Linked DNA regions of Mus musculus: all the other regions are linked to region 2. The links are chromatin contacts, called in public HiChIP or PLAC-seq and promoter capture Hi-C maps. All regions are on one chromosome and are shown on one strand. Each heading gives the region's core, a stretch centred on a gene start, on an enhancer-like site or on the middle of the called end of the contact. The rest is flanking DNA. Distances are from core to core; before and after follow the strand shown. Region 1 holds the start of Ndst4 (N-deacetylase/N-sulfotransferase (heparin glucosaminyl) 4). Region 2 holds the start of Snhg8 (small nucleolar RNA host gene 8). Region 3 has its middle 24 kb from the start of 1700003H04Rik.

Region 1 (4,426 bases), core at 1,023-3,522, 1.9 Mb before region 2:
ATTGAGATCAATTAAGAATTTGAGGTATTTTTCTTTTAAACATATGATCATGGCATGGTAGCATTCTTGGAGGAAGACCGAATCCGTATCAAATAGATATATTAGTTTTCATGCCTGATGAAATCTAAGATACTTGCTTCTCAGGTGAATGTATATACATGCATTCTATATGAACATGCAATTTTTTTTATTTTCAGGAAAAAGCAAAAGAATGATCTAGATTATTATGTACAGATGGCTTTCTCATTGATTTCTTAAAAATAAAATATAATAAAATTATCCAAAGCTTTTCTTTTATAAAAGAGTTACATCAGAATTTTTATCTGTATTTTCCATCAAGGACGACTTTCATGCTATAGATTGCCAGAGAATTCTCTATGGAAAAACAGCAAAAATCATAGTATACTCAAATATCTATTTCTGTCCAGAGATAAACATAAATGACACAGTTACTTTTCTTATTAAACATTCTAATGTTTGGGGGAATGCTGGTTCTCACCATGAGATCCTTCTGGTCAGGGGTCTTATGTTCCTGACTTAAACTTTATTGAAACAAACAAAACAAATTATCCATCACTACCTAAGTTTCTGCTTATAGCTAATTGGCCCAATTCCAGTAAAACAAATTAAAATAGTTGTGATCCGGAAAAATAACAACTCATTAAAATCATTTGGAGAAACTCATTGTCTCTTAGTTTTAGTGAAATTAAAGTAATTTTAGTAACTTCTGTCTTCACCAGCTTCTTCTTATTCCAAAATATACAGGATTTTAACTATGAAACTGACAAGAAAGTGGATAACTAAGCCTGAATGACAGAAATGTATTAATATCTTGCTTCAGCTTAACATTGAAAAGTTCTGCCTCCATGTAAATGAAAACTCCTAGAACAGACGCTGTGAAGGCAGGAAAAGGAGCGTCTGACAGAAAGGATAAACTCATTACACTTTCTCAAAGTTAATTGAGGAGCAGAACACAGTCTACCAAAATAAACAACACACTGCTTCTGAAAAAGTATATCAATTTGTAAATTAGGACAAGTTAAAAGGAAATCAATTTTTAATATTTTTAAACTTTGATTTCTTCTGATATAAGTATTAGAAACACTAAGACCACCTTTAAACATCTCGCATTTTCCAATGTGTTTTGTGTAGGGGGCTTTGGAAGTGTGTGTGTGTATATGTGTGTGCGTGTGTGTGTGTGAATACGGCACTGAGGTGTCGGTGTCCTGCTCACAATCTAGGATATGAATATGACATATATTACCCTGAGATGTTTTCATTTCTAATATGAGCTAGGGGATAGCATCTATTTCCTGATAAACAGCATATGCCAGTGTCGTTCAGTTTCAAATGTGTGTGCCAGCTGTTTCTCTCAAAATTCCATCAAAACAGAGAACACCTATAAATCTTATGTCCCAAGGAGAAGAGTTCTCATCTTGGGCAATTTGCATGCCACATTCTAAGTAATACTTCTTAGGAAACATTTAAACACCAGCCACAGTTATGACTGAAGGCTGAGTTTGCAAAATTAGTAGGTCCAGTAGAAACAGGACAAACCTGTTATCCAGGGAGGTGTTTTGGTGCAAATGTCAGAGTAACTGTTTAAAATTAATCTGCTGTTCAGTTCCCTTTTTACAGCAGGGCAATACATTCTATATACAATGCAAATATAACTTCTACATACTGACAGGTATGTATACACACGCCAGAAAGGGAGATTGAATTTGGCTCTAAAAGTATCTGCTTCTACATAAATCTTTCACAAATAAAACTTTAGTGCGTTTAACTTGTTTATGAAGCTAAGCCACACATACCCCGTCATTGTCAATTTCAACAAATTAGGGCAGTAACTTACCTAGAGAAGCATTTCAATTTTTTTTTCTTTTGCTAACTTGAATTTATCCGAAGTTAGAAAATGAGATATCCAGAATTCAGGTTTACTTGGCTCCACGTTAATTAGCGGAGCTTTCAGTTCGTGCCATCTGCCTCAACAGGATTCTGAGAGCACTCCTCAGCTCCGGTGCCGGTGTCTGGACCCTTCCAGCAGTCTTTTTATTTATACACACATTGTCCTTTTCAAAACAAGCAGCCAGCTGGAATGATTCAGACCTCTGTTCAGCACACCGTTAAAATGCAGCTTCCTTCTCGGACACGAGCCTTACCCCAGGGAGCAGACCGGGTACAGCAAAAAGGCTATGAGAACTATTTAATCACCGGAATACCAGCTGCTCCTGTCTGCTTCTGCCACTGCTGCTGTGCCTCTTGCTTAGCTGGAGTCGGTCTTTCCCTCCCTCCCTCCCTCTCTCCCTCCCTCCCTTTTTCTCTCACATCTCCAGAACTATGAAGGCAGCTCTGCCGGGTTATGATTGGCAGAAACAGCCAATTCCTTCAGCTAATCATCCTCAAGACTTTCAAGGACCTGAAGCTGTTGTGATGTCATCCAGGCAGTGGGATGTTACACATGAACACATTCCAGCAGAAGCTAATTCAGCAGCCGGCAGCCTTCCTCTCACACAACACTGATTGATTGATTAGGTGCCCCTTGAGGATTTGGATAATCGTTCACTGGACAGTTTGAATATTTCCTACATAATCCGAGAATAAGATTTCACTTTGCAGCTATGTCACTGTATCAAGTGGGTTAATAAAAGTTCGTGATGGGGCTTTCTGTTGTGAATATGTGCCAGCCAAAGAGTCTAATTTCAAACAGAACAAAAGCCAGCAATGAGCAATAGAAAACTTGGAGAACTGTCTGTGAGCTACCAAATCCTGATACTTATAATAGCATAAACATGTGTTATCAGTAAGGACAGATAAATATGTAAAACTATATAATGTTAATTAACAGAGGTAAAATTTGATTCCTATGGGAAACTACATTTCTATTTCTCAAATTTAAAAATTATATATATATATATTCATATATATATTTAAATATAAATATACAAGAAAAAAAATGAAAACTTGTTTCAAGACAGAATAGAGCTGCAGAATACTCTCTAATCTGGTGTGTGTGTCTTCAGTTATAAGCAATACATGTAATATTCGGACAATTTCAGTAAAATCCCGTGACTAGAGAGGGGGGTGGAAGTAGTGGAGAAGCCATTAAAGCTTGGCTTTATGATGTCTGTATCCAGTATTATTGGTGTTAACGTCTGCATAACATTTGTCTGCAAATTGCCTAAATTCTCATGCACAGTGAGTTGAGAAAAAGTTTATGTTTATAAAATCTTCAAGCAGCATTCAGCAACTTCTTACCCGGATGGCAAAGAAGCATTTGAAGGTCAAGACATGTTGACTTAGTGATGCCCATTACAATTGAGAGAGATAAGCATACTGCAGACGTATCTTTTTATCAATAATATAATATTATGAGGAAAATACCATGCCATGGTTCAGTGTTGATTAAAATGCATTTTAAATGCTAATTGAAAATTTCTATCTTTTATAGTTTTACCTGTCTGGTTATGGTGCTGGGAATTGAACCCAGAGCCCTTCAGTTTCTAGTATAGCCTCTGTTACCATACCAGATCCCACCATAGTTTTGCTTTTTTGTTGTTTTGCTTGTTTGTTTTTTAATTTCATTATTTATTTAGCATTTTAAGTTTTTGGAAAATTGCATAATTGAGGAAGAAACATTATTGCAAATTGTTCAACCCATTACAGTCTTGCTGCGTTCCTATTTCAAAGGCCAACAGAAGCAGTGCTATATACAAACGGTTGAACTTGTTGGAATTAAATGGTAGCTCCATGATTCTCACTGCAAAACTATCAAATAGAACCTTGAAGCAGGATCCACAGCCTTGTCAGGGTTATGGCCATGGACAGTGTAGAATCATAACAAAGGAAATAACATGATCAAGTCCATTATTACTCTAGCACCAGCTTTGATATGAAGATACTTAACCATTTTTTAATTGTGAGGACTTTGACAATGGAAGTGTTACAATGTTAGTCAGTTCTAAGACATACCATGGTATTTATTAAATATTAATTATTGAAACACATCCAAAGACAGGAAATTAAAATTCTGTAGTTGAAAAAGAAAAATACCACTTAGCTGACCATTTCTTTTTGATAAAACATAAAATAAATGTTCAAAACAGAGTTAACACACTATGTGTAACTATGAATGAATTTAAAGCCACCAACGTTTTCTTTCTTCTCTTGGAAAAAACTGGAGAAATTAATTGATGAAAATAAAAACATCCCCAAAATAATTTCTATATGAAAATTTTATGTAAATAGCCTTCTTATATTGGTTTCTCCAATTATTACAAAGGAACTTAGTCTCCAAAAGTGTTATCCATTGTTATTTTTTAACTTGCCTCGTTCAGGAAATAAAGATAATAAACATAGACTTTGTGGAGGGAACATGTTGTACAAGACAGAATACATTGAGAAATGATTGGCTAAAGCACTTGTT
Region 2 (4,945 bases), core at 119-2,618:
ACACGAGTAACTTCCAGACACGTGAGTAGAGGACTGACAGCACACTTGGTATTTAAGTAATCTGAACCGGTTCTACAAGCGACTGTGTTTTGTATTACTGCGAAGATATGGAAAATGTAGTGCATTGCAATTTAAAGTAATGTTAGTACTTTTCCATGCAAATTTGTGTACATGTGAGAGGGTATCCATTTGGTTCAGTGATTGTTCTTTAGAGAGTTGTTTGCTAATCATTGACTGTAGTCCCCAAAAAAGCCTTATGAAAATGTTATGCCCTGTGTAACAGCAGAGTAACATAAAAACAAAACTACATTTTGTAAAATAAAAAACCTGACAGGTGCAGACAGGCACAAAAGAAAAACCCACGGAAAGATGCAGGCTACCATCTACTGGCCAGAGAAGGAAGGCCCTTAATCTCGGACTTCTCAGCTCAGGACTAATACAGACCATTCTTAAGGACACCCTCAGAAGACCATCCAGAATGTAAATGAAATGTTTGGGCAACGCGCCGCGGTTACTTGAGCCTTATGATGAACTAGTTCTTTCAATTCAGTAGTGATTATTTTAAGTAAAATGAGATAGTGGGTGAGCGAGCTGAGGTTCACGAACCCCTCTAGGTCCTTCAAATGCGAGTATTGTCTCCAATGAATTCGTTCCTACTGACTCCTGCACGGTGTTGCCCTAACCGCACCCTTCCCAGCCTGTAATGATCACAGCTTTCTAACTAACATTCTCCATGACGACAACTGTCATCTCCATACTCCATCACTAAAGGCCCTCTATTCTGTCTCATAGCGGGCTGCACGCGGGAGTGAGATATGCCTTCCTCCCGGAAAAGCCGAGGGCCGGGCGGGTCTGCTCGCACTGCCCAGGCTTCCCGTTCTCCCGGTTCGAGAAACCTTCCGGCGCGCTGTGTCGGGCAAAAGTGAGATCAGATCAAAAGGGCAAGCGGAAGGGCGCAAGCGGAACCATCAACCCCGATGGGGGCAGAGGAGCCGCCAACAGCTCTCGGGGACAAAGGGCCGGCGCCATAGGAAGTGATGCCGGGGGAGGCGGCAACGAAGGGACCTTAGACTTTGGGTCCCAGAGAAGAACGCAGCCAAGAAGAGAAAACGCGCGCACCGCCAGAGCTTCAGCCACGAGACTTCTGACACCGCGAGAACTGTGGTTTCAGCTCGGCTTTTCCCCGCCCACCTCCACAGCCCGCCCATTCCTGTGACGCACGCATCGAATCCGGGCCGCCTGTACACCAATCAAAGTGACGAGGCGCGGGAGAGCTCGGAATGGGCGGGAAAGCCCCGCCCCTCGCGCGCAGGCTCTTGGGAGAGCGTCACCCGGGCTATAAAAGCGTGCGCGCACCGTTCAGAAGTCTCTTTGGCTGCGATCCGCCTACGAGTATGTAGTTGTATGGTGGGGATGATATCTTGGGCCTTATTTGTGAGTGGCCGAGATGCGGGAGACACAAGGTGGCTATGGTGCTGGCCGAAAGCCATCAACTCTGCAAGAGCGCCGTGAAGGTTAGCGCGACGACCACCATGTAAAGCCGATACGGTGTTGGGCGGCGTGACGCAAGTTCGCCACCGCTGGGTCGGATGGTGAGTGACACCTCTGGGGTTACACTAGATTTTTGGGCTGTGAAACTCCATGTATCTTTGGGACCTGCCGCCTGTGGCAGTCTCCCTTCCTAGCCATGGAAGAGCATGTTCTTGTTATTGGCAAAGCTGTCACCATTTCATTGGTACCAGATTCTGACTTGAGCAAGTGACATTCTAAGATTGTAAGAGTCTACACGACGCTAGAAAAATGGACTTCAGTTTTCTAAACTAGTATTGAAATATTTCTAGGAAACGCCGGGACCCGTTGCTGTTGAACAGTGGAGGAAGTGTTAAGGTAAGATTCATTTTTGTGGTGTTTTCGCGGTTCTGGGTAGTGAGTGGGCCTTTACTGTTAGGGTGAAGTTTGCTCTTGTGCTGACATTAACATAAGTAAACAGCCCGTAGTATAGTCACGGATATTCTGTAATGGGCCTTTTTTTTTTTCTTGCAGGTACTGTAGTGGTTGAGATCGTCTCTGGTCAACTTACAGGGAATCTTCGCTTTTAATTTTTGAAAATTGAATATTTTATATTAAATAAAAGATGTTTGGTGTGTAATAAGACTGTGTCCTGTTTCTGGAGGTTGTGTGAATTAAGAGTTAACGATACAGGAGACATTTGCGCAGGAAATAACTGGGTTAACTAGGCTTCCAAAGAAGATAGGTTTGATTGTTACAAAGGTGCAAGATAAATGTTGGCTTGGAACATGAGTGATTAATAAGCCACAGACGGTTGCCCTTAATGAAAAGTATCTTTTGCTTGCTGCTCTCCAAGCCTTCTAGTGTGTGCCATTCAACTTCAAATCTCCAGAAGCCAAGTATGTAACACCAGCTAGGGGGTGTGTTGTGACAGGTGCTGAGGGGATACTTGTGACCTTAGAGGCTTTTGTGTCTGGGATTTGAGGTACTGAGACTCACACTCAAGAGTATGATAGGCCTTATTTAGGGAAGCTTAGGAACCAGGGGGTGATTCCTCTGCACAGAGATTATTGGGATCCAAATTCCCACCAGATGTCTCTGGGCCTTCATTCCTATTTAAAAAGGGCTGCTGTAAGGTCATGGTTCCACAAGTGGTCAGTAATTTGTATGGCCTCTTAACTGCTTGCCATTTCATGTGTTAGGCTTTCTGGTACATAAGGAGAGCCTCTTTAAAACATTTGTCAGGTTAGTCTCAGGAGATCTGAACTTACTTGAAGGTACCAGTAGATGGCGTACTTTTTCATGGTTCAAAAGGCAGAATTCAAGTTTGACATCTGCCTACTGTTCTAGAGAAATGATTTTGATAGTGAAGATTTGAACTTAAGAAAATGATGTGCTGGTCTTAGTGTAGGTAAGATCAAAAAGGTTAAATGTGGGCACCTAATCAAGGTTCCTAGCCCAAATTTTGTAGATTTAAAAATTAAAACTAAGATTTGCTAGAATTTCACCTTACATAAAAATTGTAATAGGCAAGGATAAGACCTGTACCCCTGAACTACTGGGTTCTCTCAAATTCAAAGGAATCGCAGGCTTGTCATTTCTGGCATGGTGCCAAGTATGAAGACTGAATGGTTACTGTTTTACTATTTTCTTGAGCTTTCCATAAGTTACAGACTGGTGACACTTTTTATCCAAGGTACAAAGGCGGGGACTCTGGTATAAACTCCAGGAGTGTCTTTGACTCCACATCCATACCCCCAGGAAGTCACCCCATACACAACCCAGGACTCATCAGGCTTTTCACACATGAGTGGTCCTCCACTGTCTCCCTGGCAGCTGTCCACACGGTTGTCTTCTTGGAGGTTCCCAGCACAGAGCATTCTCCCAGTAAATAGTCCCTTGTACCTCTCTTTACAAAACCTCTTGGGTAACAGAGGCACAGCAGCTTGTTGTAGAGTTCTTGAGTAGGCACGACCTGCTCAGACCAAAAGAAGGCTGGCGTTAGTCAATGGGATTTCAGCTAATGATCACATTTAGCAGTTTAGTAGTCTTATAATGCCTTCAAAGGCATTTCAAAATGGCTGTTAACTTAGAAGTAGCTATGGTGCTAGCTGTGTAGCAGAAGGCTCTAGTATTGGATGTTTCAGAATTAAACTGCGTACAGTTTCACATACAAACATGACGTGTCATTTATCTAGTCAGGTCATTTGTGGAAAAACATAAGTGTACACCTAGCAATTGAATTCCATCAGCTAGTGCTAAAATTTGGAATTAGAACCAACAGTGTAGGAAACCAACAGTCCAGGGTGTGAATCTAGGTAGGCTGTGTGTATACATTTCACACTTGGCAGACTTCAAGCATCTAAGCTTAAGCCCACCTAAGGCCGTGATTCTCAATCCTAATGTTGCGATCCTTTAATACAGTTCCTCCCATGGTGGTGACCCCCAACCATAAAATTATTTTTATTGTTACCTCATAACGAATTTTGCTACTGTTATAACTGTGTTTCCCAATGGTCTTAGGTGACCCACCAATGGAGAACCACTGATCTAAGGTCATACCATTGCACATCCTAACATGAACAGACCAAATGCTGTCAAGTTTTCTTCGATTGTTTCTTTGTTTTTATAATTACCTGTGTCTCCCCATCCTGTTATGTGACAGTTGGAGGCTGTTTTCTGTGGCCTCTCTCTCCATAGAGGTAAACAGGCTGGCAAAACGTGGGTGCTTAGTCTGGCACATTGCTCCCCTGGTCCTTGCAATCTAACCAGGGCAATGTCATAGTCGCTTCTGTCTGGCCTGTAGTTCCTGTGAATCACAATCTGTTGAACCCCTATTTCTTGTTCAAACTCCTCTGGTACCAGAGTATGATAATCCCCAACTCGAACTGCATAGCTCCTCGAGTTGTTTCCGTACCTGAAGGGAGAGAGCCAAATGTGAGGCTTTTTTTTCAGGTATTGAAAAATCAATGATCAACAGCTAGGAATGTTAAACTATAACAAGTCAATCTTGTTTCAAATCCTGTCCTTTAGCAAACTTAGCCATCTTACCATTTCTCTTCCTTCAAGCTCACTGTCCCCTCCTGGAAGCCCATTGTTCGCACGTCTTCTGATTTCACTATATGTCTAGATAACTATTTTCTGAGGCAGTAAATGTGGAGAGTGAGTGGAAATTACCGACAAAGCGTCAGCATGGCAATGCTTACCAAACAGGAACACGGTATAGCACGCCACCACTGTTCTGATTTGCCGTGTTCATTTTGCTGCATGGAGTCATAAACATGGCTAACCCTCCTCTGTCCCTGAGCTAGTGCAGCCCATCTTATCCCTAGAAAGAAGCATCAATTATTACCCACTGAGAGTCAAATGCAAGCAAGCTATGTCAGCATATGCTCACCATATGTTCTTTACTTAGATGTCACCTCCGTGAAGCCCC
Region 3 (4,981 bases), core at 93-2,592, 1.1 Mb before region 2:
TTTTTAAATTAATGGGTAACTTTTTCAAAGTTTAAGTTATGAGAATATTTGTTTTGAGAGATAAAGCATTTTTAAAATTCTTCAAATTGTCCTTGAAAAACATAAAGACAATTTATTTGGCAGATACTTTTTATGTGTAGCTTTTTAGTCTAGGAATAACTCATTGATGAACCTCATTCACTTAGCGTGAGCAATTTTAATTGGCTATTTGATTTACTCATAGACAGTTGGATGAATGGCATAATATGCTCACAGTATATTTAATCTATTTTAATATTTTACCATCTTTTTGATCCAGTAGCAGAGGGTGAAAATTAGACGACATGCTACCAGAAAGAAAATTATTATTATTATGACCCACCTCTAAATCTTGCTACATACAATAGTGACTTGCCTCTGATAATGGTCCAAATGTTATTAAAAAAAAGAAAAGAAAAGAAAAAAAACACACACACTACTTTTTTGTTGGATCTAAAACCTATTGCATGAGACAGAAACCTTACTTGATACTGTTAAAATGGGCAAGAACCTGAGTTAGATAGATAGGTCCCTTATGAGCTGGGGTTGGGGAAGAGGGTGAACCTAATACCATTATTCTTTTATCCCATGCTGAAAGGTTTTAAAATATCCCAACATCTTCTGAAAACTTTATGATTTCTATGGGTCAAAAGTGTTACTAGAGTTAGTTAGGATCTCTGCTAAATGTGGTACATGGATATATCACAGAAATGGCTGAAGTGATTTCAAATCTGAGGCTTGGCATGCATTCTCTCTAAGCTCTGAAGCAGCTGGAAGGACTCTTATATTTCTGATGATGAGAGCCTCGTGTTCATGTGGGCATTATTTAAGTTGTTTGAGTGTTTTCTCATCTACAGACAAATGAAAATTAGTAGGAAGTTTTCAAGAGTGGTTTTCAGTGGCTTTGGTTCCTAGTATGCAAATTTCATCCAATCACAACCATTTAACCTATTTAAAATAAATAAAACAGACTGAAAGTGAATCTGTGTCTCTTCCATGATCAATAAAAATGTTGTAGGTATGGATTCGGGTCTGGAGGTCACCATCCGAGATTTCCAGTTTCTGTCCCATAGAACAAAGTATTGAACCAGAGACATATAATTAGTGGTAGAAATAAAGACTATTTATTAAGAAAACAGTTCCAAGAAATGAAATGGTCCATAAAGCTGGAAAGATGAAAAGCTCACAGGTCCTGAAGCAGGTATATCCTTACCCTTTTCTGAGTCATTCACAAAGCACCCATCTTTACTGAATTTGTAATCTGTAGGCTTTTGTGTAACTTATTAAGGCCTTTACCTGTAGCCTGGGTGGGGAATGTTTTCAGTCCTTCTCTTTGTCTTAGTTTCTTTCATATGTTAATGATTATGACCCCTGGCTTGGAAGCCCCCATTCACTCTCTACATTTGCAAATGAAAAGTCAAAGATTCATATAATTTAACCATCTCCTTGTTTTTGGTGAAGAAAGCTCTAGTGTTGAAAGTGAGATGCCCTTTAAGAAGGGCCATGTGTCAAGGTGCTTGAGGGAAGCCCATAGCTAAAAGCAAAAGGGGAACTAACTCCATCAGCAACCACATACTCTATACCAGGTTCAGAAGCACAGAAGTTAGGAAAGAACAAATGCTGGAAGCAATTCAAAAAACTAGCTCAAGGTTTTAAAACTTCTGAATTAGCTTATTAGATATGATTACATTTCCAGATATTGACAAATTTTCTTAATTTTTCTTCTTTTTATATCATACACACACATGTGCGCACACACACACACAGATACATATACATTTGTATTGGTAACTTGAAATAACACATTTTGTTTTGTTTAAGAATAAACAATATCAATGATTTAAGATTATAGTATTTTTTTTCAGGATATTGGGAAGGAAATTATCTTCAATATCACATATATCAGAAAGAAGTTAAGGTAAAAGTTTCTTCATACTGAAAGAGGACTAAGATAGACCTACAGTGCCATCTATCTATCTTTAAATTAAATGTTGCTTTTCTATTATTTTATAATGGATTTCTTTCTTTTTAACAAATTTGAAATAATAGTTTACTATGGAAAGTTTTCTCTAACATTCTTAGGAAAATATAAAAATCAATACAATGTAACTTTTAAAAATTATTTTTCCGTTTGTCCTTTTGCAAAGCTGTAATGAGAGCATTTGTAACATACTTTCTTGTATCCGTTAAGGTAATTCTGATGGGTATATCATAAAGATCTTGTGTAAAGGTGCCTGTTGAAATTCATGTATCATGGTTTTCTGTGTCAGTGTTTTTTTTTTTTTTTAACCTTTCAGAAAAGCTAAAATGTCTCATGATAGCTAAATCAGGAGGAGGAAAGCATAGTGTGGATGTTTTAAAGGTGGGCAGGGCCGCTTGGTCTTCACAGCCTTGAGCCCCTCAACATTACATATAGATTGTGCATGGAAGGCCACGGTGATCCAGTGATTCTGTGGTGAGATATGCTTCACTTCAACCTACTCTTTTGTGTCTTTGCAATGATGAGAAACTTGGCTTGTTTTGTATGACAGCACTGAAACAATGTCTAAAAATTTCAAAAAGTTATAGATATTGGAGAACAAATTTGAAAGTCCCTAAATACCTCACTCCCCATAGGAAAACATGTCAAAATAATTAAATATTATAAATATTTCTTTCAATACTTTCTTCTAAGTCCTACATAGCTTGGATATTCCACTCAGACTTTTCTTCTGCTTTCTATTATTTTATGAAATATTCCTTTATTTCATGTTGTTGAAACTATACTCCAAGGTTTTTTTTTTTTTGATTAAAATTTTACAGAGCAAAGTTTTCATTTCATATGTAACTCATCTCCTGATGACTTATAACATGTATATCAATATTTAACCATTACAAACTTTGCATATTATAAAGTTCTTTACAGATGTCTTTGTTTAATAATTTCTCCTCCAAGTGTAAAATGTTTACTTCCTGTATTTTCTCATTCTGCTCTTGTAAATAATTATGACATTATAAATTGCAATAATTTGCAAGTAAATATATTCCTATTCTATAATGTTCATGCTTCGAGTATAATTTCACTATTGTATCATTGTAAGTGATGTGTTTATAAAAAGATAAAGAGTGGAAGGGATATGTTCTATGGAAGTGGGGTGAGGGATGAGAGAAGGGGTCCCTCAGTGGGCCCATGCCAAGGGATCCCTTCCCCTTGAGGGACCAGCCAGAGAATGAGACTGTATACTATAGAATAGAGTTTATTCAAGAGGGTAGTAGAGGCAGAGATTGAGAGAGAGAGAGAGAGAGAGGTAGAGGAGTAGAGTCCATGAGCACATGGAACCGGATGGGGGTGAGGGAATGGGGAGAGAGAGGGGAAGGGAAGCTGAGAAAGAGCAAGGAAAGAAGAGGAACAGGAGAGAAGGAGGGGGTAAGCAGCCGCTTCTATAGTGGGTCAGGCACACCTGGCTGTTGCCAGGTAACTGTGGGGTGGAGCTTAGACAGAATGATAACAATAAGCTTCAGATTTCTTTTTATATTTAAATTTTTATGTAACTATTGTTTATACTATTAAATTAAAAGTACACTGGGTCATCATCATCTCAAATTAGAAAACTAAAAATATTATCTATGATGAAATTTGACTATTATTAGTTTTGCCCATTTATTTACTCATGCTTTATTATTCATTTATTAAAATTTGCTGGCAAATTATTATTCTTTCATGTCAAAACAGAGACAAAATGGACTTAAAGTTTATGTTCTTTGGGACAACCAAATATTTATTATTTGAAAAACAATTATATCATAAAACATTTAATACTTTTATAAGCATACAAAATGGATTTTGTAATAAATACTTATCACAACTTTTGAAATTCACAGATTTTTTAAAAAGATAATAAAATTTAAAACAATGTGATTACAGTACAATATCTTTACATTTTTTCAATGTGCTACGGATATGACTAAAGTCAATTTTTAAATGGCACATTTGTTAACCCAGTTGTGAAGGTTACTTACAGAATTCAATCATGTCTGTGGAATGGAAAAAATAAAATATATGCACAGCAAATGAAGTTGTGAAGGTATTAGCTTTAAGTTATACCAATGGTTTTAGACATTGGAAACAACAGGATGAACTTTTACAGTGAAGTAAAAAAGCCAAGTCATATTCCAAATGGTTTTCCTTGGCTCCTAATGAGTTGACAGATGTTACCAGCACTACTCATTTGAGTCTATTTAAGAAGTCAGTGCTGAATTGGTAATGATTGAATAATTAGCTTCTGTGAAAAGCCTGCAGGAACATCCACAAATAACAATATTTTCAAGGAGCATGAGAAAAACACAAATTTAGTACAAGCTGAGGTAGAATTTGCTAAGTTCTCTCACAGGAGAACACTAGGTTTGGAACACACACACACAAAAGCTTAATTTGATGTCCCTCTTAATAAAAAGGTTCTACCGATCCCTCTGGAGCAAGATCCAGTCCCTTTAGAGCAGGCTCCAACCCATCTAGATCAGGCTCCTGGACTCAGGGGATGTCAGGCACTCTGTGACGGTTTGTATATCCTTGGACCAGGGAGTGGCACCATCTGGAGGTGTGGCCTTGTTGGAATAGGTGTGACCTGGTTGGAATGGGTGTGTCACTGTGGGTGTGGGCATAAGATCCTCACCCTAGTTGCCTGGAAGTCAGTCTTCCACTATCAGCCTTTGGATGAAGACATAGAACTCTCAGCTTCTCCTGCGCCATGCCTGCCTGGATACTGCCATGCTCCCACCTTGATGATAATGGACTGAACCTCTGAACCTGTAAGCCAGCCCCAATTAAATGTTGTTTTTTATAAGACTTCCCTTGGTCATGGTGTCTGTTCACAGCAGTAAAACCCCAACTAAGACACACTCTAAATCTCTATTGTAATCTCTACACACATTTTTTTTTTATCTAACAGATCTTCTCCACTGTTATCTCCTTTGAAACTTGTAA

The links. Promoter capture Hi-C pulls out the DNA fragments that hold promoters and counts their contacts. HiChIP or PLAC-seq counts read pairs in DNA pulled down with a chosen protein or histone mark.
Region 1: a promoter capture Hi-C map of hippocampal neurons shows a contact between it and region 2, with 3 times the contacts expected there. The contact joins the promoter of Ndst4 here to the promoter of Snhg8 in region 2. A contact is called at or near these places in 3 of 39 promoter capture datasets (frontonasal cranial neural crest, hippocampal neurons and pre-B cells), 4 of 484 Hi-C or Micro-C datasets (the G1E-ER4 cell line and cortical neurons) and 3 of 115 datasets of contacts at active chromatin or transcription factors (astrocytes, embryonic forebrain and forebrain).
Region 3: a contact with region 2 is called in an H3K27ac HiChIP or PLAC-seq map of embryonic stem cells, with 4 times the contacts expected there. The contact joins the enhancer-like site here to the promoter of Snhg8 in region 2. A contact is called at or near these places in 8 of 39 promoter capture datasets (cranial neural crest, embryonic stem cells, frontonasal cranial neural crest and 3 more), 10 of 484 Hi-C or Micro-C datasets (3T3-L1-derived adipocytes, the C2C12 cell line, adipose-derived mesenchymal stem cells and 7 more), 14 of 115 datasets of contacts at active chromatin or transcription factors (acute myeloid leukemia, bone marrow-derived dendritic cells, craniofacial prominence and 6 more) and 1 of 9 other capture datasets (embryonic stem cells).

What each region holds. Positions count from the first base shown.
Region 1 is chr3:125,401,937-125,406,362 of GRCm38.p6, reverse strand. Ndst4 (N-deacetylase/N-sulfotransferase (heparin glucosaminyl) 4) reads right to left here and starts at 2,272. Exons shown (of 14, transcript NM_022565.2): 1 at 1,856-2,272.
Region 2 is chr3:123,504,759-123,509,703 of GRCm38.p6, reverse strand. It overlaps Snhg8 (small nucleolar RNA host gene 8), which reads left to right and starts at 1,368. Exons shown (of 1, transcript NR_028574.1): 1 at 1,368-2,152. It overlaps Snora24 (small nucleolar RNA, H/ACA box 24), which reads left to right and starts at 1,638; the gene lies at 1,638-1,767. Prss12 (protease, serine 12 neurotrypsin (motopsin)) reads right to left here. Exons shown (of 11, transcript NM_008939.2): 10 at 4,146-4,426; 11 at 3,102-3,484. The coding sequence ends at 3,177. It also overlaps the pseudogene Gm9369.
Region 3 is chr3:124,602,707-124,607,687 of GRCm38.p6, reverse strand. No RefSeq gene overlaps it. Among named protein-coding and RNA genes, the nearest start is that of 1700003H04Rik, 24 kb to the right of the region's middle. Within about 2 kb of position 1,342, at least 2 of the 459 cell types and tissues checked have an H3K27ac peak or open chromatin away from gene starts, as enhancers often do. A contact at or near this core is called in embryonic stem cells, where this site is marked.